Linked DNA regions of Gasterosteus aculeatus: region 1 is linked to region 2. Evidence: chromatin contacts called from public Hi-C data. All regions are on one chromosome and are shown on one strand. The core of a region is the stretch at or near the end of the contact, and the rest is flanking DNA. Distances in the headings are between cores, read along the strand shown. Region 1 overlaps mtcl2 (microtubule crosslinking factor 2). Region 2 overlaps LOC120829322 (oxysterol-binding protein-related protein 2).

Region 1 (6,466 bases), core at 131-2,630, 72 kb after region 2:
ATGTTTAGATTAAAATCAAAGACAATGTCAAATTAAGTAATAATGTATTATATAACATAGTGGAAATTAATCTTTTTAAAGCTCCTTGTAAGAAATAACATTGATCTGACGTGAGGGATTAATAAAAAATGAATTTTCATAAAAGTTTTTAATAAAATAATGATTTTACATCCTATGATTTAGGGTGAACTGTGGTGGTGTAAATCAGATTTTTACCACAATGTCTTTGTCTTTCTCCGTTCAGCTTGAGACCAAATCAGGAAAAGCGGCAGCGCTGTCCGTCTCTGACGCTCCGGACCCGGCGGACCTGAAGGTGGCGCTGAAGAGGGAGCGAGAGGAGCACCAGCACCTCTTGGCCGATTCCTACGCAGCCGTGATGGACCTGACGAAACAGGTGAGTGTCTGTCTCAGAGAACCGAGTTGGGTTTGAAAGCAACATTCAACGTCCGCGCCTGTGTTTGGACTTTAGCTCTGTTTCCGTTTGTGAAAAGGCTCAGGAGTTGTGTTCACTTTCATATTCCGGTGGTGTGCGCTCCCCGTCCCTCCTCTTCCTCTGATGTTCGCCTCTTCTTCTCGTCTCTCCGCTGTGACCCGCCTGCGGACCAATCAGCTTCAGATCGGGGAGAGGAACTGGGGCAGAGAGAAGATGGAGCTTCTGGAGATGTTCAGCCAGGAAAGAGCTCAGTGGGAGCAGAGACTGGGAGAGGCCACTGCACAACAGGGGAAGGTGTGATGGGCGGCCTCTGTGCGTGTTTGTGTGTGTGTGCGTGTGTGTGCGTGCGTGCTTGTGAGCGCGCAGGAGAGAAATGTCAAAGAGGAAGAAGTGAGCAGATGTTGGGTGAATCTGAGGGGATAAGGGTGCCTGAGATAAGTATCACTGCTAGCATTTAAAAAAAGCTGTAGCTCGTGCAGTAAAGCCGCTTTGCAGACTGACAAAAAACCTGCAACCTGCATGAAAAACAACTCTGAAATGCCGCATCAACGATTTTATTGTATTAATGGTTTTACCCTGCTCTCACTTGATGTGCACCCATTTTTTTTTATTAATTCTTTTTAAATCTTTTTTTAACTTTTTTATTATATATCATTTGCCACAAATGTGACGACCCTACGGCTGTAACTCAATCCAATCGAGTGATATTTTTCCCCTTGGGATACTTCGCCGATGCAGACAAGAAAACTCAGCTGTCGATGCCGCAGCGTGCGTGAGGAAGCGATGTCGTTGCCTCACTGTGGTCAGTCTGATCTGCTGATTAGAGCCCAGAGCAGCCGCTGCCAAGCTGCTGCAACGTGTCTGGGAGGGATTTCATCAGAGTTTTTAAAGTGGTAGTTTTTTTTTCTCCATGAAAGCACCAATCACATCTACTATCTACTCTACTTGTGTTATACCGTGGGGCCTCTCAGGGGCTTCTGACGTATGCTTACAGTGGCCCCATCAGGTCAGTCAGTGTAAAAGTAGCCGGCTGCACAAATCAGATGTTTACTCCTCAGTCTGTTTTATTTTTGTGAGTTATTTTAAAATTGGATGTGTTTCCTGTTGGGATGGATTGGGCTAGATTTATGGAGAAACTCTATTTTAAAGGTCAACAAACAGTACTTGCGTTTAACCACTGGTACCTTTGTGTGCGTCGTGCCCCCACAGAGCCGTTGTTAAACTCGTGTACCCCATTGGGTGCATTGAGATTGCCTCTGGTTGTGAAGTGGAAGTCACCCTGGCAACTGCAGGAGAACCCCATTGGGTACAAGTAACCCTGTTCTGTGGAATCTAGTCTGAAAAGTAGTGTGTCTGTCGGTACTGCGCACGGAACCCAGCAGCCTGGTCTGCAAGTCCATCAGTGTATCTGCACAACTAATCCCATTATCTGCAGATGGCCTTTTCCTGTCTCCCACTCTGTCCCTTTGCTCTGTGGGGAAATTAAAGTGTGAGATCACCTCTCCAGCGTGCAACAAACTGACTCAGCATCCCCAACTCTGTGTGTGTGTGTGTGTGTGTGTGTGTGTGTGTGTGTGTGTGTGTGTGTGTGTGTGTGTGTGTGTTGCATGCTGTCTGACACAGATAGATTAGACTTGTCAGCCTCCACTTTCTCATGCCAAAACAGCTCCAGAGAAAGGGGACGGCAGTGAGATGAATGTGTCTGTCGTGTGAAAGAAAAAGTGTAACAAAATGCCACAACAATTATTTGCGTGTGTAAATAAAACAATGAATAGTTCGGCGGTTTCACTGACTGCAGTTCCTTTTTTTGTCCTCACAGTCAAAGTCATTTGGCAGCGAGTCTTCTGCAGACACAGTCGTAGCGAATGGAACAGGGTCGCCGAGGTAACCGTTCAAACATATTACCTCACAGATTTAAGCCAATCAATGATGATTTTGTTCACAACGTCTGTTTGATAATAGGAGTGTTTCATCAATGTTTCGCTTTGCTTCTCTTTCCAAGAACCAAATCAACATCGGACCTGGATGGCCCAGAATTCCACCGTGCTCAGTTTTCTGTCCCAGAGCTGGGTGACCTCACCAGGAAGAACTGGACCTACCTGACCAATGAGGTAACCAATGTGTGACTTGACACAATCACTCCTTTAAAATTTCTTTTATTCAAAGACTGGTGGAAAAGACGTATTAAAAATGTATAGTGCTCACTATTTTGTGCTTTTTTATTTTTTGTCTCCACTCTCTCACCTCAGACCCCAGAGGTTGGGTACACCTGTAAAACCTGGGACGGTCCCAGCGGATCTTGCAGCGGCTCGGTGGGATCAGATCTGCATCTGGAGACGGTCCAGAGGAGCCACACTGCTCCAGACCGCACCAGCATCCGGATGTACTACAGCCCCCCTGCGGTGAGACGCACGGAGCACCGAAGGAGGAGCCGGGAGGCCAGAGAGCCAGAGCGGGCCCAGGACGGGAGCTCCTCCCTGGGGGTGAGTGGCTCCGGCGCAGACGTGACGGCGGCGGGAAGCCATGAGGTTCAGCAGCAACACCCTCCATCCTCCGTTTCGTCCTCGTACGAGCAGTGGCTGAGCTCGCTGTCCAAGCAGCACAGGGAGCTGCTGGAGAGCAGAAGCGGCTGCGTCGCTGGTTCGATCCCCAGCGTCGCCAGCAGCAGCGGCAGCGGCGGCTCTGTCGATGGGAGGGCGCCCACGTCGGCATTCCACGGCTTGGAGATCGGGGAGATTTCCGCCAACTTGAGTGACGACATGAAGGAGATGACCAACTGTGTCCGCCAGGCAATCCGCTCTTCCTCCCTGGAGAGGAAACCCTCCAAGGAGCCGGGGAGTCAGGTACATTGTTTTTAAAAATAATTCATAGTCAAACATACACCAGTTAAATGGGCTTCACATAACTGTAGCAGGTTTGTGATTAACAGACTTTTTGAATATTTATTAAGATAATACATAAAATGTGCTAAAGCCATGAATAAAACGACACATCTTGCAAGATGTAAAATAATCACATCACTATCTTGTAATGACATCTGATTATATCAAACAATTTTGGTCTTTTTTTATCATAAGATTTAGATTTGTTTTGAAGGTGCATTCATTTGAACCTGTAATACTAAGCAGCATTTTGTCTTGTGTATCTAGTGACTCGTAAAAAAAAAAAGGATGCTGATTTTCACGGCACTCTCAGATGTTACCAGATATTAATATACATCCAGGACTCATTGACAACATGAGGTCGTCATGTTGTCTCTTCAACACTTCATTTCTATGTCTGCCCTGCAGGCGGCGCTGGGCGTGTCCACCAGGTCCACGCAGACCAATTGGCAATATGTCAGCATCGGGCTTCAAACAGACAACCTCCCCAGCAGCAGAGGGATGGGCCTACACTCCAAAGCCTGGTCTACTCGCCCCTCGTCAACAACCACGTCGTCGCTGGCGTCTGCTCGAAGCCGGCAGATATCCACATCCCTGGATAAAGTCCACAGCCGCATCGACAGGCCATGCTGCTCACCCAAGTATGGGTCACCGAAACTGCAACGCAGAGTGTCCTCCGGTAATTGGGCTTTGTTCTCTGGTCCCCGACATCCACTGCAAACACTATCGCTTGGGAGGTGGAGACATCTGACTGCTGCGTTTCTTTTTAGGATCCACCTCCAGACTGGACGGCAGTCCCTCCTCCAGGGACCGGAGCCTGTGGAGCCTCCAGCAGAGACCCCTCAGCGGAGGAGGACGCTCGGCCTGGGCTCGCTCCACCACCACCAGGGACAGCCCGGTCCTGAACGGCCTCACCGACGGCCTCTCCAGCCTCTTCAGCGTGGTCGAACACGCTGGAAGCACGGAGTCGCTGTGGAGGGGGGACGGAGGTAAGACGCCCCTTTTCTATGGAACGCATTTTGACATTTGTCACAGTTGGGAAGGCGGAGGTGAACAAAGCTAACGTGGTGGAGCAGTTGCTCGGTTTCACAGTGGCGTGCCGACGCACTGCTGAATTTTTATTAGTGACACCCTCCGTTTTACTGCAAATCAACCAAATCAAAACGTCTGCTGTGAAAACGGGCTTCGGTAGCCGATCATATTTGCTTCGATCAATCTCTGGCAAGAATTTCCTTTGCAGTCAATAAATCAATATGAATTTTCGATTTAGTCGCCCACGTGGAATGCCGCCACCTGAGGTTTGCTATTGAGGATTGAGAATCCATCTACAGCCGTGTTGGAGTAGAAATCACTCATTCATTTTATTATTATGTCAGCAGAAATGATGACTGGGAGTATGGTAACGCATTAACTTATCTAGGATACTATGTTTAACCCTATGTTTAAATGCTAGTAGGTTACTAATAGATACTAATTCACAATCTTGCTTTCACCAATAAAGTCTTCGCTCCTGTTGAATATCAGCGGACGCTTGTCTCCAGGATTCAATCAGTCCTGTAAACCACGTAAATTCCTGTAAAATCAATTTATTCACCATCTTGAATGCCGACTAGGAGCCAGCCAGGGGGCCAGTCCAGCTCGCCAGCCCGCCCCCGCAGGGAAGCCCACCAGTGCACCAGTCTGCGGCTCTGACCCCGGCTCTCAGCGCTGCGGAGGCCTGGTCCAGGAGTTCTTCAGGAGCGTGTGCAGCAGCCGCGGCCCAGGAGCAGTAACACTGTCCGAGGAGAGAGCGCTAAGAGACCCCGGTGGCGCCCTCGGGGGCCCGGGGGTCTCCGGGGGTTTTGCCGGCGTGGACGAGCCCAAGCTTGCAGAGTGTGTGGCGGTCGGGATCGGGGGCTTCGGAGCGCTGGCTGTCAGCAACGACAGCGTGACCAAGATCGTCAATAAGAGGTTCATGAGACAGACGGCCGGGGAGGAGATGGTCAGCATCATGGGAGGAGGGAAAGAGACGCCGAGCAGCGCCGCGGCATCCGTGAGCGAGGTAAATGCGCTTTTTTAATTTAAACTTTAAAGAGAACATCACTGCTCCTTTGCTAATAATGAATCTAGGTTTTTGTCTTCGTTCTATTATTCAGACTAGAAAAACCTTCAGACAAGCCCTGTGTGATAAATTAAACCTCTCTCCATTTCCCAGGATGCACCCTGTGACTGTGCTGCCCAGTCGCCCTCCTGCCTCGCCCGACCATCAAGAGCAGCGGCGCGCCATTCCCTCGGCCAGTGCAAGCACCGCCCGCCAGAGTGTCCCGCGGCGGCCGAGGAAAAGGCAGACACGTGCAACGAGTGACGACACTTCAGAGACACGCACACAGGCGGCAACGCAGACGCTGTGCATCACTGCCACGGAAACCGCACTTCCAAACACCTCTCACGTCAGCAAATGTGCAGACACACTACCATGCTGCCACACAGGTGCACTGCCAAACATGACACACACACACACACACACACACACACTGAACCCACTGCCACATGTACACATTCATAACACTTGTGTTGGACTGTACCATTCGGATGCCAACGACAAGGAGGGCAGAGATCAGAGATCTGCTACGGATCCAACCATCACTAAACGACCAGCGGGAAATAAAGTTCACATCATTTGACACGCTGTGCTAAACAACAAACTGAATTGAGTCAAACAACAAAGTAAATCTGTGATGTCAGGACCGGGACCCCCTCTGCCAGAATAACATACTACATATTATCCTATTTGGCTTGGAAAATCCACCGTAACAACGTTGTCTTGCCACCACGCTGTTGGACCGCTGCCTATGTTGGATTTGCGGATAAGCAAGGAGGAAATGTGCGTTGAAAGCGCATGTGTTACTTTGAGAGCCGCAGTAGAGAGCTGGAAAGATGAAACTCTGAAACCATCAGGTCAAGATGATTTCTCTCTGAACTTTGTGCGGGAAGATGGAATTTTGCCTTTTTGATCTCCAACAAGGATCTGACAACGGCACCTTTTGATGACACTTCTGGTTCAGTCGCTGCCTGGTGGCCAACGGTCCTCCTCCTGCAAGTAACGGACAATATTGAGTTCTATTGGACTACAGATCCCAGCATGACCAGACTTGGGCTCCCGCGATGCTTG
Region 2 (6,347 bases), core at 2,492-4,991:
CCATTTCATTTTTGGGGCGATGAAGAGGGTGAGATGGCAAATTGGACAATGGAGATGTGAAGAAAAGAAATATAATAAAATAACCCAACTGAATGAAAAAAAGAGGGTGAAAATAAAATAGAGAATAAGGTCAAGAGCCTAAAAATGATTACAAAGTGTTCCATTCACTGTTGTAAGTGCAATGAGCTAAACTTCCTGTTCCCCCCCCCCCCCCCCCCCCCATTGTAAAACCTTGTGTATGTTTCCGTGTTTTCCTCCTATAAATGGGTGTAGTAGACCTGGTGCATCATGCCATGTAATGTGATGAATGACAAATTATGACCTTACAATACATTTCAATCAGGAAAATAAAGAAAAGACAAATAAAGAAAAAAAAAACCTTTTGTGTAAGCTCTTATTTTAGTTTATATATATATATATATATATATATATATATATATATATATATATATAAAAAATGTCTCTTATTTAGTTTATATATCTTTTCTTCTTTTACAGCATCACGGTTCAAGGTGTCGTACATATGATTATATCCTCAAATTTACCCTTCATTTTAAATCAGTTAGTTTACAACAAAGCGAACAGTCAAATCTACTCCAGCACCTGATTTTGTCTATTTCTTTGGCAACGTACGGATGAGACCACAGGCAGCCGTGTTCTAGGTATGTCTACAGACACCAGACACGGGTCCACATATGACCCGGCCTAACTTCCAGATAAGTCCCCCCCGTAGAGACGGAGACAGGGGGTGTTAACGGGTCTGTTTACGTTGTGGGAGACGATGTATCTGCGTGTGGGCGGCGTACAGGATGCTGCTTATATGAGAGTCGACTTGCTGTATTCTGTAAATTCTCTCACTAAACTTCTAAAGTCTGATTTTTTTAACTCTCAAATTAAGTTTTATTTATTATATGTAAAGGCTTTAAAACTTGTGAGTGAAAAGTCCAAAGAATCAGATCTACTCATGTGGTTTATTGGCTCTATTTTTTCAGCAAATTGAAGTAATATCTAATATGTAATCATTTTCTTCTAAAAAAACAGAAAACACAGACAGGTTATAAACTGAAATTAGGATTTATTAGTTAACATTTCCGCTCGTACATTAATGTGAAAATGTCCACAGATTGGATATGACCCCTTACAGTCCCTCACCTGAAAATAAAACTGGTACAATTCTCTCACCAAAAATTGCTTAAATACTATTTTTTTAAAAGGAATAAATCACACAAAATAATATGCCATTTTGCTTGTGATTACTTCTGTGCAGCACTTGTACACATACGACATCGAGAACCCCGTGATAGTTTCAAACTCAACAAAGAACCGACACTCAAAGCAACAAATCTAGTTTCACAACGTCAGACTGAGCCGCTCGCACAACTCGCACAACTTCACCAGCTCAAATCACTTTACGGTCAACAACTACCTTCCATAGAGTTTGTTTCTGTTGTGGGATCATTTACAACTGTAGCATTTAGCTGGTGTGAACTTCAACTCAAGTAGTGTCGATGTAGATTATTTTGTACTTTAACAACAAATCTCACACTTTACTGACTAGTGTTAAACTGGTGAATGACGTTCACTTCAAGCCCCGATAACGCACTCTGCTCCTCTATAAAGATTCATGTTACGGTGAAATAATTAAATGAAGAGCTGTTTGAATTAGTTGAAGAAAAAAGAAAAATGACAACAGAATTATTTCATGAAACCTCAATCATAAATAAACAAATTTAAAAAAAGGGAATGTAAAGAGCAGGCACTAAACATTAGTCATAGATTTAAGTTCTTAAAAACAAAACACACAAATCGAACATTTAAGGCGATACAAGATGCGTCGTCCCCAAAAATTGGAAGAATGTCCTTTTCATTTGGAATGTAAGATAAACTAAGAAGGCAAAGGAATTGCTTGCGAAGCTGAGAGGCTCAACGAGTGTGTCTGTGCTCTTGGGGGGGAGCGGGGGGGGGGGGGGGGGGGGGGGGGACGCTGCTGTACAACAGGTCCATGTTGAGGTGCAGCGGTTGCATAGAGTTGCTGTAGTGAAGTGCATGATGGCTCCCAGACGCTCTGGTCGCCCTGACTTTAGAGCCACAAGGGACACGATGCTGCTCAATAGCTGTGTGCCACCGCCTCCGTCCTCATTTAAAAAGGTGCAACCTAGAAGATCCATCGCCTTCTTTCTTTCTTCACCCAACAAAAGCACAGGAGCAAAGTGCTTTTTTTTCCCTTTGTGAAAAACATTCTCACCAGTGAAACAGGGGGAACGTGAGGGTCGAGGTGCGAATCGGGAGCAGAGCGCAGCAGCAGGTAGTGAAGAGTTTCTGTACAAATACTAGATGTGCACTGCTTTCACCCTCGGACACTTGTTTCGCTCATTTTGTTTTTTGCGCCAACATTCATCCATGTGCTTTTTAACTTTCTCTTTAGGGTTTTCTTTTGAAAAAAAAAAAAAACGTGGACGGATTATGAGACGAGCCGCGGGCCATAATGAGTCGACCAGGGCGACGCGGCTTTCCATTTTTAATCTATAGTTGTTTTTTATCTTGCCTTGTCATAATTTTCTAATTTTGTAGAGGATCCGTATACATAAACATCCAATCCAGCTGCAGATCATGTCACATAATATTACGCCGATACGATTGTTCTTTTTTTAACTGGGCCTTACTGAGCGAGATTAATAGCAATAATGTAAATTGCCATTACTCACACAGCAAATACGCTCGCTCTCTTGTAGCTAACATGGCTTGATAAGTGTCTGTACATATTAATACACTCACACCGTGAATGTGAGGCTGCGGTCACTTAAATTGTTGTTGGGGATGTCAGCACTGTTGCTCAACGGTGGCGGCTCCATCATAGCAGTTAAATATTCTCCAATAAAAATGTCAAACTCCTTCCATAAAGGGACAGATCAAACTACGCAGAACTAAATTTCGTCTCATCTGGTCGCACGTTCCCCTCACACTGTACACTCACGCTGTCGGGGAAACACCGGTTTTCTACCTTGGGGGGGCAGCAAGAGTAAATGTTCCAGGGATACAACGCGTCCGCCAGTAATGAACTCGTGTTTTTTTCTGTACAGTGGTACATGTCTATACTTGTATATTTGCAGAGCTCCTAAAAAATAAAGAATAAGCATTCTCGAGATTCATCTCAGTCAAAAGAGAATTCACATCCCTGATGTCCCTGCTGACTGGATGCCTGTCCATGAACCATTGATGGGATCATTATGCTTTACTTCATGCCTGGGAAACTCGTGGTCCAGAGGTTCGGCAGGTTGGTGAGAGTTTGATTGTAAAGACGTTTAACATTCAGATCGGATACATCGGAGTTTGTGCGCTGTTCATTTTCGTTTTGCGTGGTCAGAAATAAAAACTATTCTTGTGCTCTAAGCGACGGCGAGAGGTGGGAAAACCCTGCTTGTCGATATGCAATACAAAAATCACAAAAGCAGCGCCTAAGACTTTACGTGAAGATTTAAAAAACAAAGACCTGAAGCGTGTCGTCGTGCAGGCTGCGAGGAGTGACGCGCACGCGGGTCCTCTGTAAGTCTTTGCACTCAGTGCGGGGAGGGTCGCTCAGTCTACACAGGACGACGATGAAGGCCGTGAGATCAAGATGGGTACGTGGGTTCATAACATTTCTCTCCCTTTCATGACAGGCAGGTCATTGCACGGTACAGAGGAGGAGGCGGACGAAGGCTGCCGGGCTATCAGTAGATTTCAGGCATGTGTTGGTATTTCCTATTGAAGTAGCCGCCGGAGTACAGCCAGCCCTGGGAGTTGGTGTACGGGTTGGTGCCCATCTGAAACCACCTGAGAGACACACAAAGATCAACAATGGGAAAACACACACAGGCTGGCTTTCCTGCACAAGACACGTGACACCAACCCTCAGGCAACAAAAACAGGACGTGCATAGGGGGTTTGTTTTCCCCCTGGTGACCATCCACAGTTACCAGAGTATCAGTGGAACTTCTTTGCCAGTACTGTCAGCAGTGGAAGAAGTAACAAACAAAGTAACAGCTGTTCTGAATGAGTGACTGAATCTGGGGAGGGAGCTGAGAAGTCGTCTATTGCCCCTTTAAGTAACTAAACATATAGTCTTTTAGGTCTTTGCCAGCATCAAAAAGCCTGGACTTTAACTCACATTTTAGAGAAACTACCATTAAAGAGTGCATAATCTTCACATCACACTAACAAAGCTCTGCACAGATGAGACATATTTTCAGTTGCTTTGCAATCATTTTAAATCAATTTGAAATGAACTGTTGAGAGCTCAGCGTTGCTACGTGTGCATTGAATTGAGAGCACTGAGAGATCGCACATGTGTGTTTCCCACCTGGTAGTCCACTCCTCCTCGTTCTTAGCTCTCTCCTTTCTGGAAGCTCTCTGTTTCTCCTCCAGTCTCTCCTTCTCCTTACTGGCCTCATCTGCAGAAGAACAACACATGGATCATTAATGGAGATCAATGATGACGCAGACCCGCCAGCAGGTGGCAGCATCGTCTTATTACTCTCCACTCTTTGTATCTTTTTCAGTTGCATCCTTCAGTCGGTAGCATCACAGTCATTTATTTGTTTTCGGTTACACTGAGAGAATAATCTGTACCAGTGATCTGTGTCAGATGTGACTTGTAATTATAATTTTATCTTTGTAGGTTTCTGCAGGGCGTTGCTGCCAAACAAGGCAAACAGGACTCCACAAAGCATTGATTAGGGAGTTTAAAATCAAATTACCCATTTTGCCATTCTCCATGGCTCTGATGTCCGGCCTGAAGCGACAGTCTGTGGGGGCCAAGAAGGCCTCCATGCCGGGCTGCAGCTCATTCAGAGACATTGCAAAGTGGGTGAAGTTGTACATCTAGGGGGGGAGGAAGAAGAGGGATTATGGATGTGTTAGTCAGTGGAGCCTCAGGGACGTTCATCTGGGGGGACTTGGACCTTGGCAGCGTGCATGTGTTTTTACTTTCATACCTCGGCGGACTGTGGCGGTCGGGCGTCTATCCTCCAGAGCAGAGTACTTCCTGGAACCACAGAAACCGTCTCCTGGACGTCAGGCATATCGTCCGCGTCATCGTTCTCCGCTCCCTCCTGCTCCTCCTGGAAATGACACACTTCTTTGTCACCGCCATTAAAATCAATGTGCTCAGGGCTGAGTGGAGTCTAACATCACATGGTACGGGACTAACTATCTACAGGAAGTGCCCGTCACCTCCTTCAGTAGAGTTATCAGAGATATTATGCTTCACTACAAATGACCAAACAGATCTCAACAGCCTCCACAAGCCCAGCAATTTAACCGGGTTGAGACCACACAGGTTGCTGTGGACGTCATCAGGAACTCAAGAGGAGAACTTAGTAATAACAAATGGGACTAAGACCAATTGTAGAGAAGTAGACTATCACATTCAGACTATGGGAGTAATATAAGCAGTAGAGGTGCCGGATAAAGAATTCTTCTAAATGGTTCTCACATTTTTCTGCTTCTTGTTGTCTCCTCTCCTCTCTGACTTCTTGTGGGCCTCGTAGGCCTGAGGGTCCACACTCCACATGCACTCGGTCCACTTCCCATAGATGACACAGTGCTTCTTTTTACTAGAGAGAGAACGGGAGGGGGGGGGGGGGGGGCGATAGAAAGTCGAAGAGATGAGGAGGAAGAACCTGATTAGTATAAAAACTTTGGTAATGTCACCAGCTGTGAAACGATATAATATACTGTGGTTGCCATAGTTACAAACTGTGAGAGTGAACGCTAACCTCTTATCCTGAATGTACCCTTCAACTCGGTGAAGCTCTTTGCCGAACATCCCACAGGGCTTGAAGTTCATCACACACTTGTCTCCAGTGCTGCACAAGGAGAGGAGAGAGAAAAAGAACCCACCATTATCTCTGCCATGCCTTTGTTTTCCATAGTAAAAATGTAACTAAGTAAATTGGGAAATCAGTGCCACATTGTGACGATCGCACAAAACGCTAATAAAAGCGCGGTGTGAATTGGTGAGCAACCGATATCACAGCGTTACTATGACCATTCATAGCTTAGTTTTATATTGGAACTTAGTTTCCTCTAAAGAACTATGAGCGAGTGTGTGTGTGTGTGTGTGTGTGTGTGTGTGTGTGGCTCAGTGATACTGTAATCATTCTTTAGCACCAATAAAGGACAATGAGCACTATTGATGACTTGAATTCCCTTTAAATCCACTTTATTGCATACAAGAGAAATAAAAATGATGTCATAATTATAAAAGTGAGCATTTATTTGCTTGATATGATTGTCAATTTTCTGGCTTTGATTAAATCCCTTTGGCAGATGGAATATAGTTGCAGTTAGTTGGAATACCAAGGAAA

The links. A called contact is a pair of places that touch in the nucleus more often than the background predicts.
Region 1: a contact with region 2 is called in a Hi-C map of skeletal muscle, with 2.8 times the contacts expected there. The contact joins two enhancer-like sites. A contact is called at or near these places in 2 of 6 Hi-C or Micro-C datasets (skeletal muscle and tail fin).

The regions. Positions count from the first base shown.
Region 1 is chr2:15,491,516-15,497,981 of fGasAcu3.hap1.1, forward strand. It overlaps mtcl2 (microtubule crosslinking factor 2), which reads left to right. Exons shown (of 24, transcript XM_078086245.1): 16 at 245-394; 17 at 611-727; 18 at 2,253-2,317; 19 at 2,436-2,544; 20 at 2,683-3,276; 21 at 3,724-3,994; 22 at 4,086-4,304; 23 at 4,929-5,356; 24 at 5,510-6,466. The coding sequence ends at 5,659. Among protein-coding and RNA genes, the nearest start is that of LOC144389403, 20 kb to the right of the region's middle. Within about 2 kb of position 1,381, at least 2 of the 9 cell types and tissues checked have open chromatin away from gene starts, as enhancers often do.
Region 2 is chr2:15,417,615-15,423,961 of fGasAcu3.hap1.1, forward strand. LOC120829322 (oxysterol-binding protein-related protein 2) reads right to left here. Exons shown (of 14, transcript XM_040193343.2): 9 at 5,757-5,846; 10 at 5,474-5,594; 11 at 4,974-5,099; 12 at 4,737-4,860; 13 at 4,340-4,430; 14 at 1,059-3,813. The coding sequence ends at 3,711. It overlaps bsna (bassoon presynaptic cytomatrix protein a), which reads left to right. Exons shown (of 17, transcript XM_078093700.1): 17 at 1-378. Among protein-coding and RNA genes, the nearest start is that of LOC120829322, 17 kb to the right of the region's middle. Within about 2 kb of position 3,742, at least 1 of the 9 cell types and tissues checked has open chromatin away from gene starts, as enhancers often do.